Regions from separate parts of the Mus musculus genome. Here region 1 is linked to region 2. Evidence: chromatin contacts called from public Hi-C data. All regions are on one chromosome and are shown on one strand. The core of a region is the stretch at or near the end of the contact, and the rest is flanking DNA. Distances in the headings are between cores, read along the strand shown. Region 1 overlaps Sdc2 (syndecan 2). Region 2 holds the start of Sdc2 (syndecan 2).

Region 1 (5,616 bases), core at 2,952-5,451, 95 kb before region 2:
TCTTGCTGGAATGGACTCTCTGGGCCTTTAGACATCCTGTTCTGGGACATTTGCTTTCCTACTGGATAGCATGAGAGGAGGAAGGTCAGGTGGTACATTGAGCAATACACTGATTTCAGTGGACATTTGTGAGGCAAAGCCTCTTAATGGTAAAATGGGGATTTTCAACATAAGAGGTAAAACCCCAAGGGCTGAAAGGCAAGGCCTTTTCTAAAGCCACACTTCTTGCTTCCTGGTCCCTTACTTTCTGACAGCCTCACATGGATCAATGAGAGCAAGCTCCTTCATCTCTCTGCACTGTGGATTGTATCAATTGAAAGTAGAAATGACAATAGAATCAGGGATATCTTTATAACAGAATTATATGGATAAGGCTTTTCCCAGCACAAAGTGCTTCACAAATTTTACTTACACAGACTAGTAAGTGGAAAAATATCCATAGCAAAGCTCAAGATAGTTTCTAAAGCCAAGAATAATTCTTTTTCTGTTTTGTTTTGTTTTGTTTTGTTTGTTTTTTTCAGCAAAAACTTGCCTACAGTTATATCTGTGGCTAGAAAAATTTGCCCACATTTAAGTCTCATTTCTATCTAGTCCATATGATGAGTACGTTCAGGGCTTCAAATGTGACACTCCAATAACTGGATGAGTCAGGGAGGCATATACCTTATACTAAATGTAAACAAAATCTTGGGCGAAGTCAGCAAAATGAGTTGAGCAACCCATAACGATCTCCCACGACCCTTGAATACTAAGATCTGTGACGAAATGGGGACCACAAAGATGCATATTTATTATTCCCCAAGGCATTTTGAAATGACAGTTATAAGGCACTTTTGAGATGCTAAACAAAAGAGGTATCATGAGTGTAAGATATTAATAGTGTTGTGGGTTTCAGAGAGCAACTCTTTCACACTTGTTCTGCATATGTGAATGCATCACACTCCCTTGAATAACTAGAACTATTTTTACAGCAGGATGTTACTAGGTCAGCTACTGCCTCTATATTTTCAGATCGGTCATTTTCAAACTGAAACACCCTTATAAGTCTAGATCTTCACCAGAAACAATTGACCTTTATTTGTTCTAGGACATTCTGAAACCTAGGTCAACTGCACTGGCACATATTTATATTCAGGATAATAACTATTACCATAGTTAAATCTCATCTGCAATAAACACACTAAGAAAGAAAGGTCTTGCTAAGACTTTTCTATGTGCTACCCACCAAAGATTTCTGGTTTGTCCACTGAGCCATTGCTTGCACAGGTGAAACATTTCCAGGTAAGATATATTGGGGAAAAGTGTCCAAGCACATTTCCTCCTCCATGTACCTACATCCTCTGTAATATGTTGATAGCTGTCTCAATTAAGAGGCGCAACTTGGGGCTGGAAACATTGTTCAGTTGTATGCATGCATGGGGTACTATGATTTGAATATGAAATGTGCCCCCATAGACTCATGTATTCTATCCTTGACTCATATGTAGAGGTGCTATTTTGAAAGGTATTATAAGATTTAGATGGCAGTAGATGTCAACAGCAGGGCATGCATTGGGAAGGTATACCTAATTATCACTGCCTTCTGTATTATCTGGTTCCTGTCAACTATGAGATGAATGGCCTCCTCCAATTCATATTCTAATCATTATGTCCCACATAAGCACACAGGACGAAAGAAATCATCTAAAACTAAGATCCTTCTTCTCTTGTGACACTTCTTTCAGCTTCTTGGAATAAAGCAAACATACTGTCTTTGATCACTGTACTATCAACATACACACATGAACTCACATTCATATGTACATAAGTACACACATGCCTACACATGCACATACATATAGAAATGACGTTGTACCAAACTGTAAGTTTAGGATTAGATTTTTGCTTCACTCTGTGAAAATATGGCTGGTCACCTGGAGACTGAAGGGCCCATGTGGACTAAAGCCAAGTCTGCTCACGACAGAGTTAAGCCAAAATCAGCCAAGCTTCAGCTGTAAGCCATTGTAGAGCCTGCCTCTAACTGGAAAACATGCAGGATAATGAATTAACCAAATGCCCACTGCTTCAAAGTACTTAGTGTTCGGATGGTTTGTTAGGCAACATTGCAGAGACAATAGACAACTAATACACTGAAGAAATCAAAGACATAAATCTATCTTTATATTACATAGCTGCAGTTCTGTTCCTCCTACTTATGAGCAATATACTTTAAAAGCCTGTAAGTTTTTGTTTTTGTGTATAATCTTAACATAGAGCAGGCATTTTATTAAATGGGTATTTGAAAGATTTCTTGAACGGTGGTTTCTATGACCATATTCTAAAATTTTTAACAATAAAACTGAAAGCTATCTCCTCAACTCCATTTATCCATGAAAAACTTTATATGATTGTGGTAGTTTGAGTAGGTACAGCCTTAATAGACTTGTGTGTGTGAATGCTTGGCCATAGGAAGTGGCACTATTAGGAGGTGTGGCCTTGGTGAAGTAGGTGTGGAAGAAGTATGTCACTGTGAGGGTAGGCTTTGAGGTCTCCTATGCTCAAGCTATACCTAGTGTGGCACACAGTCTCCTGCTGTATGTGGATCAAGATGTTGAACTCTGGTTCCTCCAGCACCATGTCTGTGTGCACGTTGCCATGCATGTTGCCATGATGATAATTACTAAACTTCTGAAACTGTAGGCCATCCTCAATTAAATGTTTTCCCTTATGAGTTGCTGTCAGGTGTCTCTTCACAGAGATGAATACCTAACTCAGTGGTAAATATAGTTATTTATTTCCACTTATAAATAATGAAACTGAGACTCAGCAAAGTTAGGTTCCAAAGTTCTCATAGCTTGAACTGGAATTTGTATCCCCAAACCATGCTCATGACTATGACACATGCTGTGCTTGTAACGGAAGAAGGCACAGCGAAATGTGTGCATGCCGGGGTATAGAGAATGGCATCCAGTAGGCAGCCTTACCTGAGCCTGAGGCAGAAGAATAGTCATCATCATCAATAGGATATACTCCTGAAGCTTCCTCAATGGAGCTATTGTCAAGGTACATATCCTTATCGGATGTCAGCTCTGTTCTCTGAGAAAGGAAAGATAAGCAATTCAGGATGGTCAGATTAAGAAAGGCTCTGCTGTCTCTTGTGAGACTATGCCGGGGCCTAGCAAACACAGAAGTGGATGATCACAGTCAGCTATTGGATGGGTCACACGGCCCCCAATGGAGGAGCCAGAGAAATTACCCAAGGAGCTAAAGGGAACTGCAACCCTATAGGTGGAACAACATTATGAACTAACCAGTACCCCGGAGCTCTTGTCTCTAGCTGCATATGTATCAAAAGATGGCCTAGTCGGCCATCACTGCAAAGAGAGGCCCATTGGACTTGCAAACTTTATATGCCCCAGTACAGGGGAACCCCAGGGCCAAAAAGTGGGAGTGGGTGGGTAGGGGATTGGGGGGGTGGGTATGGGGGACTTTTGGGATAGCATTGAAAATGTAAACGAGGAAAATACCTAATTAAAAAAAAAAGAAAAGAAAGGCTCTGCTTTGTCTACTGTTCACATTTTGCATATGCTGTATTGAAGATCTGTCACTTTGCAGCTGTGTTCTGCATTCTCCTGTCCAGCCACCCTTCTCTCTCTCTCTCTCTCACACACACACACACACACACACAAAACCCCAAGGAAGCTCACGTGGCCTAATCTTATATAATAATGACCGCACTGATATCCAAGTCTGGCATAGGCTTAGCTCATTGCACCCCACTTCACTTACCTGAGTATCTGTTGTTCTAAGTTACTAAACTATCTCAGACATTCATTCTATCACAAATGAGATTACTTAGTGATTAATGTTAAGCTACAGAATGCCTAAATTATTTACGATTTTCTTGGAAACATAAAGCAAGGTATTATGACACTAGGCTAAATAATCACTTAGGGACGTATACACACCAGATACTTAACAGGCGTGGCCATGCGTGGCTTTCTCACTACAGATAAGTGCTCTCCAGTTACTAGGGAAAACCAGAGATCTCTGTACAGACCAGACCCACACTGACATCAGGCAAGGTAATCTGTGTGGAACAGGGCCTGTGGAGCTCATATGCCAATGGTGAAAGTCCATGGCAAGCCTACTTCTCAGGCTTGCTGGCTTAGCAAAGTTTAATGACAAACAGATAAACCCACAAGAGTACTTTTTCTTGTATTACTGGCACTTGGTGACAGCAAGTCATAGGCTTGATGTGGAGCAGGATTGAGTCACCAACTATCCCATTTCCAGAGCCTCTCAGCTTTTCAAGAATTGGCCATGATTAAAATTCAGTCTATGTTTGCCCAAGAAGTAACTTGCATGAATTGCAGACAGAGCAGAAGTGGAATTTTTTTTACAAAAGGATTTAGTAAATTGATATTTTACTACAAGTATCTCAGACTAGCAGTTTTTGGAACAAATGACATTCATTTTAGTCCTATTTTTAACGATCAAATTGGAATGTTTGTCCCTCACGGAATTATATATATAAGAAAAAATTCCCCTTACTATGTTGGTTTCCACTAGATTTCTTCTAAAAATAAAACTCGGTTTCAACAGTCAATATGCGTGAACCTCCCTGGGAAAACTAGCAGGCACACTCTGAAAGCAACACTTTGTCCTCTCAAGTTTCAGGGGCTTGCTGGAGAGGCAGGAGGATATTAAATGTTAGCCCACAATCTCCACTGGCCTTGATGCCAAGGAACAAAGAAGGATGGGAATCACTTTGAGATATCACACTGGGCAATTAAGAGGCCACAGCCCTTAGGGATTTGGGTTCCAGCAGGCTGGTTTGCAGGCATGAGTAACACCCCTCTCACAGCAGCCAAGAATGTTCTGGAGCTGTCCAGACATACAGTTAGATTCATCTGTAATCTGAGACAGTTCTACAAAATACCAGTCTCCAAGCCTCTGATCATTCCATATTTTAATTCTCAAAGCTTGCAAACTGAGTAGGGACTTCTGTATACTCTAGCCTCATACATTCTCTGACCCTATTACATTCTCAGCTCTTTTGTGGGAGAAGGCTGTGCACATAGCCCCCTAACATTCCTGGGATATACATTCATACATATATGAATTCAAACTACTGTAGGTTGAAAAACTGTGTGTGTGTAAATATATAATGGTACTAATGAATCTGAGGTAGGACAATCACACGTTTGAGGGCAGCCTGGGCTACTTAATAAGACCCTGTCACAAAATAATGTGAATATAAATTTTAAAAAATTCGGTACTGAGTGTATACCATAATAAACAACAGCTATCAGCACAACCATTATAAGTAGCCAGGAGATGACTTAAAGTACACAGGAAAAATCTGGGTACGTGGAACTGTTATTTTATATAAAAATGACCTGTCGTTTTAATATAATAAAAAAGAAAGCATTTGTCAGTGTTGGTGTACAAGGCATCTTAGACTCAACAGCAGGACCTCCCTGAAAGCCTCCTTACTGCACACTGCTAAATCTTAGTGCCTGGAATAAAGTAGGTGCCCAGAAAACACTCCTTTTGTTGAACTACCTGCCTCGAGCTGCTGTTGGTTTCTGCCTGGATTAAACCTTGTCTTTATAAATTACCTAAGGAACTATC
Region 2 (5,655 bases), core at 2,643-5,142:
CACAGTCCACTGTTAGGCTGACAACAGAATAAAGTATACTACTTTGATTTGAATATCATATAATGCATACATGAATCAAAATATCATAAATATGTAAAAGTATTAATTTATTAACCTTTTTATTTTATTTATTTATTTTCATTTATTTATTTATTTGTTTGTTTGTTTTGTTTTGTTTTTTGGGTTTTTGAGACAGGGTTTCTCTATATAGCCCTGGCTGTCCTGGAACTCACTTTGTAGACCAGGCTGGCCTCTAACTCAGAAATCTGCCCGCCTCTGCCTCCCCAGTGCAGGGATTAAAGGCATGCACCACCACCACCCTGCTTGTTAACATTTTTAATGAAACAAAAAAGGCATTCCAGTTCCCACAAGAAAGAGTTGAAAGGCATATTCAAATTCCTTCTTGAACACACATATTCTGAGCTTTCCTTCTTAAATGACAATTCTCCACTGCTAATATTGAACTGAAAGATAAAGAGCCTTTGTTTCTGTCAAAGCACAACTAGTTTGCCCCATTAGAACTGACAAAAATACATTTAAAGAAAGACTGCTAAGGGCTACAGTATTTCAGCTTTAATTTCCTTTCTAGTGCACACTTTCCAGAGCCTGGCTTTCATAGTGCCTTTTGAGGTAATGCATGGCTCCAAGTGACTTAACAGTTTCTTTTAATTTACAGACATCTAAGCATGTTTATAAAATTCCACCAGTTTAAAAGACTTCCTTTCCTTAAACATATTTCCAGTTCAAATTATATGTTTACAGCAGTCTGTACTGTATTATTTCTAACATAAACAGTCATGTAAAAAATTGACAGGAACCTAGAAACACATCACTGCTGTCCCTTTCCCTTCACCATCCTTCCAGAAGTGAAAGTCTTCAGCTGCCAGTGGAAAGCATGAATGGGTCCCTAGGAACAGGCTTTCCTGCTGCCTCCGTGTCCTCAAGAAGACCCCTAGTTCTTTTGCCCAATCAGTTTTGAATCTTAGTGTCTGAGAAGTTTTTCTCACTCTGAGCTAAGTATAAAACTAAAAAATTTACTAGCTGCTGATATTTCTCCATTCTTGCCAAAAGGAGTCACAGCTCAAACAATCACTACTTTTAAATCCCAGGACGCTACAGCAGTTTCCAAATTAAAATACAAAGTGCTGGAAATAATGTTCTGTAATAGCTAACTTAAAAAAAAAAATCATGCCTTTCAAGTCTGGGTATATTTATGCCACTTTAGGTGAAGCAAATAGAGACAGGAAAGCAATGTAAATGGACAATTAGCTGGTTTGGGTTTTGAAACAGCTTTGACTGAGAAAGACTGACTCACTGCCCAACAAAGGCTGTATGTAGGATTCTCAAGTTGACATTTCAAAAATATTTAATCACCCTTTGAATGATAGTGCAAGGCCTCAAAACAGAATCTTTCCAATAAAGCTGCTCTTTTGAAAAACATTCAATTCTGTTTTGAACTGAGAAAATGGTAGAGCCCCAAACATAAGAGATTTCAGGGAAAATAAGGCAGGGAGAGGAGACAAGCACATTTGAGGGAAAACAAACAACAGCAAACCCCACCAGGTCTTAAGAAGCTATCAAAGCCATACAGAAGCTCCCAAGGGCTTTTCTCCTAGCAAATCTCTGAACCAGGTTCTGCAAAGAAAAGGTCCCCAACTCTGCTCAGTTTACAAGATCCTCTCTGGACAATAATTCAGTTGAGCTGTCCCTTTACCCAGTTTTGCACAGCTATGTAATGCAATGGTTCCTGTTGTTTTGAGTTGTTCTGTTTTCTTTGAAATACACACAGAATAGCTCCAATTTAGTTTACAGCACACCAAAGTTCAGAACTAGCCAAGAGAGATTGCTAATTTCAAAGGATTAAACATCTTTTGCTGTGAGAATTCTGGTAAGACTCAGAGTTGTGTTTTTACATCACAATCACTCAAATACCCACCTATCCTATGCAGTTTCCAATTCTAAGTACCCCACCCTCGAACTCTGGACAATGACCTTCTAGCCCACACAGCAGTGCCCCCACCCTATAGCTGATCACAAATGTCCTTATTCTCCTGAATGCCAAAAGGTTTACCAATCGTCCAAGGGTCAAAAAGGGGAGATTATCCAACCCAGCTAAAGGCTTTTTTATTAATTCAAATTGGGCAACTTACTGGATGCCAAAGGAATGGCATAGGAAACAAGAGTAAAGAAAAGAGGAGCACTCCTTAATTGAGCCTGCAGCCCTGGGACTGCATGTCAATAGAAGCTGCTTGGACTTCCACCTGCCAAAACAGACCTGTAGTGACCCAGATAGGGGCTGGCACACTAGTCATGAGCCTAAGAGTGCATACACTGGGCAACGCAGAGAAACAAACTCCAACCCCAGAAACACAATCCTGACCAGAAATCAAATTTCCAGGGCCACAGAGGTGAAAGGATGCTAGTAGTGGAAGAAGACAGTTCATGGGAATATGGATCCAAAGGAGTATGAGGTTGGCAGGACAGAAATCTACATTCCCTCCAGCAGCCAGAGGATCTGAGGGCCAAAGCAATGTCACAAGCACCCTCATCTTTCCATTTTGAAAAATTCCATCTCTCTCCAACAGCTTTGCTCCACAAGGACCGTTCCTGGAAGATCCCAGAAACCAGAGAGCCCAGGCCTGTTCCCAAAAGCTCCATGAAGCCAGGAGCCTCCAAATAGACCACCGACTGCATCTCCACTTAGTGTGGGCCCCTTGCCACAGCCACAGGGAGCATTAAACAAATGCACTTTTAGAAACTTTCACTCCTGATACTCTCGGTTTCCTTAATATGGACCCTATCTCCCTAAACTTGCCTTCAGTCAAGCTCAAAGCCTGGAGTAGGGGGATGTGTGCAGAGGAACAGATCCTCCCCAAAGTTTCCAACTCACCCCTGGGGTTTGTCCAGTACACAGAGCTTACTGGATCCTTTCCTGGCCCGCAGTGGTGCTCTAGTAACCTGCAACTTTTAGCCCTCTGTCCTTCCTAGACTACACCATAAAATCCCCCAAGGCAGAAAGCTGGAAATGACTTTAAGGACCTGTGGGGTCCCTAACCTCCAAGTCTTGTGCTCCCACCCCCTGAAGACATGGCTTGGGTAACTCCCTGTAGCAGCTCAATTGTGCAAGAGGGAAAAGGAAGAGCCCAGGGGCAAGTGGTTGAAAAGCAAGCTCATTTGTTTCAGTAGAACCTAGGCAGCCCCACGTTCAGGGTTGGCAGATCCCCCAGGTAGCATCCCCCAATTACCCTCTGGCTCTTCTATTTGCCCGGGCACTCTTAACAGTGCACTTCCCCGGCTGGGCCCACTCACCGTCTCTGCGGACACACAGGCCATCAAGCCCAAGGTGAGCAGGATCCACGCGCGCTGCATATTCCCCAGGGATGTGGCTCCTACCCGGATAAAAGGAAGCCCAGAGCAAGCCTAAGAGGGCCTAGAAAAAAAAGAAGCTGAGCCGCCTCCAGGAGAGAGGTTTGGGCTCCGATTCCGAGCTCTAGCTGTCTTCTCTGGCGCCTGCTCTAGCGTTCTCCCTGCGCCCCGGAAACGCGGCGCCTTCTCACTTGTTGGCTTCTGTACTCCCAACCCAGAGTTGCTGCTTCGCGAGGCTGTTTTCTTGGTCTGGTCCTACAGGGCAGCGTTGTGCTTTCACTCGGCGGACTCCGGTGTCTGGGTCGCAATGCTGTCTGATTTGAAGCAAGCAGTCGATGGGTTGAAACCGAGCTGCCGCTCAAGTTTAGGATGCCGAAAGGCGAACGGCGGCGGGGACGCGCGGTCTGAGGGGCTGGAGCTCCAGGAGTATCTGGAGTACAGCACTCTACAGCTAGACTGGTGGCTTGGCTGCAGCGCCCCTCCTTCTACGCGCCGCCTCCTCCTGGGTCCTCCCCCTCGATCTCACCCCACACCCCTCCGTGTCCTCTCCCTGGTCCTGGTCTTGGTCCTGCTCAGCCTCCGCTTCAACCGCCCCTACCTTCCCTCCCTTCTTAGCCTGGCCCTCAAGGTTCCTCCCAGCTACTGGGGGAAAGGAGGTTGCCAGGACTCCATGATAAAACCAGGGAGAAATTCTTACGGGATTACACTGGGATTGGCAGCTCCCAGAGCCAGTGGGAGCCAGCAGCTCCACTCTGTGGCTGTCCTGAGAACCTGCCTCTGCAAACCTTAGTGCTCTTTCATTTTCTCTCTCCTTCTTTCCCCTTCTCAACACCCTCTCCTCTCCCCACCACCCTTCTGTCTCCCTTTCCCTTTCCTTCTCCTTTTCTTCGCTGTAATTTTCTAAAGAAAATTCGATGAAGGTTTAATGGGCATATTGAGCCTTTTCTTACTTGTGAAAATTGGGTCAATAGAAAGATGAGAGTCGAGAAAAATGAGAAAGTTTATACATCCCCTTCAAGTATTCACAGTGCCCATAGGTCTCCAGATAATGAAGATTGCAATTCAAAAACGACAAAAATAATTGTAACAAGTTAGTGTTAAGATTCTCCTTGGAACTTTCCCCCATGACCCACCTCCACCCCCATCCCAACTATAACCCACAACCCACAACCCTCAAAAAGGTAGAAAAACAAAACCCAAAACACAACAACTCCAAAGCACAACTCATTAAAGGCTTACAAACCATTTCTGCTGCTCACAGTTTGTACCCTGCCTCCTGACTCACACACACACAAACACACACACACTGCCCCAGGCATCAGCTAAGTTCGATTTCCATATTTTTACTTTTGGAAAATGTAAAATTGCAACAGATAAGGATGAAAAATTAGAGAGTCTAGATATTAGCAGATGAATTTCAGAGAATGAATGGTTAAGTAGTTTCTGGCTTTAAGAAAATGAGTATGTATTTCCTACATAAAGCAAAAGCATGCGTCATGTAGTTCGGTGCTGTATGGTGCTACAGAACCAGGCAGGCACATACTCTTCTAATGCTCACCGATGTTCTCTTGGATTTAGAAACTGAATGAATTATGGACCCATTTTCTTCTGTAATGTCCATTTATAAAGGGACAGGGACATTTCAGTATTAGCCACTATTTTGTTATCATGTAGGATGAATTAAAAATACATAATAACTATTTTGTAGGTAAATACTACTCCAGACCTCAAGCCACACCATAAAAAGCTCTGTGATTTTCTCACACAAACACATACCCATACACACACACACACACACACGCACACATGCACAAACACACATACACAGAGACAGAGAGACAGAGACAGGCAGAGACAGAGACAGACAGAGAGACAGAGAGAGACAGAGAGAGAGACAGAGAGACAGAGAGAGATACAGACATGAGGCCCTAGTCATTTTAGAACTAAACTGTAGTCATATCCTGTCTTAGTTAGGGTTTTACTGCTGTGAACAGACACCATGATCAAGGCAAGTCTTATAAAAAACAGCATTTACTTGGGGCTGGTTTACAGGTTCATAGGTTCAGTCCATTATCACCAAGGTGTGAGAATGGCAGTATCCAGGCAGGCATGGCACAGGCAGAGCTGAGAGTTCTATGTCTTCATCCAAAGGCTGTTAGTGGAAGACTGACTTCCAGGCAACTGGGGGAGAGTCTTAAGCCCACAGCCACAGTCACACACCTACTCCAACCAGGTCACACCTATTCCAACAAGACCACACCTCCAAACAGTGCCACTCCCTAGTCTAAG

Evidence for each region. A called contact is a pair of places that touch in the nucleus more often than the background predicts.
Region 1: a contact with region 2 is called in a Hi-C map of liver, with 6 times the contacts expected there. The contact joins the enhancer-like site here to the promoter of Sdc2 in region 2. A contact is called at or near these places in 5 of 39 promoter capture datasets (the 3T3-L1 cell line, 3T3-L1-derived adipocytes and liver), 1 of 15 datasets of contacts at CTCF or cohesin (the NIH/3T3 cell line), 13 of 484 Hi-C or Micro-C datasets (the C2C12 cell line, the HL-1 cell line, the MC3T3-E1 cell line and 5 more), 4 of 115 datasets of contacts at active chromatin or transcription factors (cardiomyocytes, hepatocytes and liver) and 2 of 9 other capture datasets (adipose tissue and pancreatic islet).

Annotation. Positions count from the first base shown.
Region 1 is chr15:33,014,561-33,020,176 of GRCm38.p6, reverse strand. Sdc2 (syndecan 2) reads right to left here. Exons shown (of 5, transcript NM_008304.2): 2 at 2,964-3,075. Among named protein-coding and RNA genes, the nearest start is that of Gm32764, 53 kb to the left of the region's middle. Within about 2 kb of position 4,201, at least 47 of the 459 cell types and tissues checked have an H3K27ac peak or open chromatin away from gene starts, as enhancers often do. A contact at or near this core is called in the C2C12 cell line, the NIH/3T3 cell line, hepatocytes and 4 more, where this site is marked.
Region 2 is chr15:32,918,960-32,924,614 of GRCm38.p6, reverse strand. Sdc2 (syndecan 2) reads right to left here and starts at 3,892. Exons shown (of 5, transcript NM_008304.2): 1 at 3,310-3,892. The coding sequence starts at 3,369.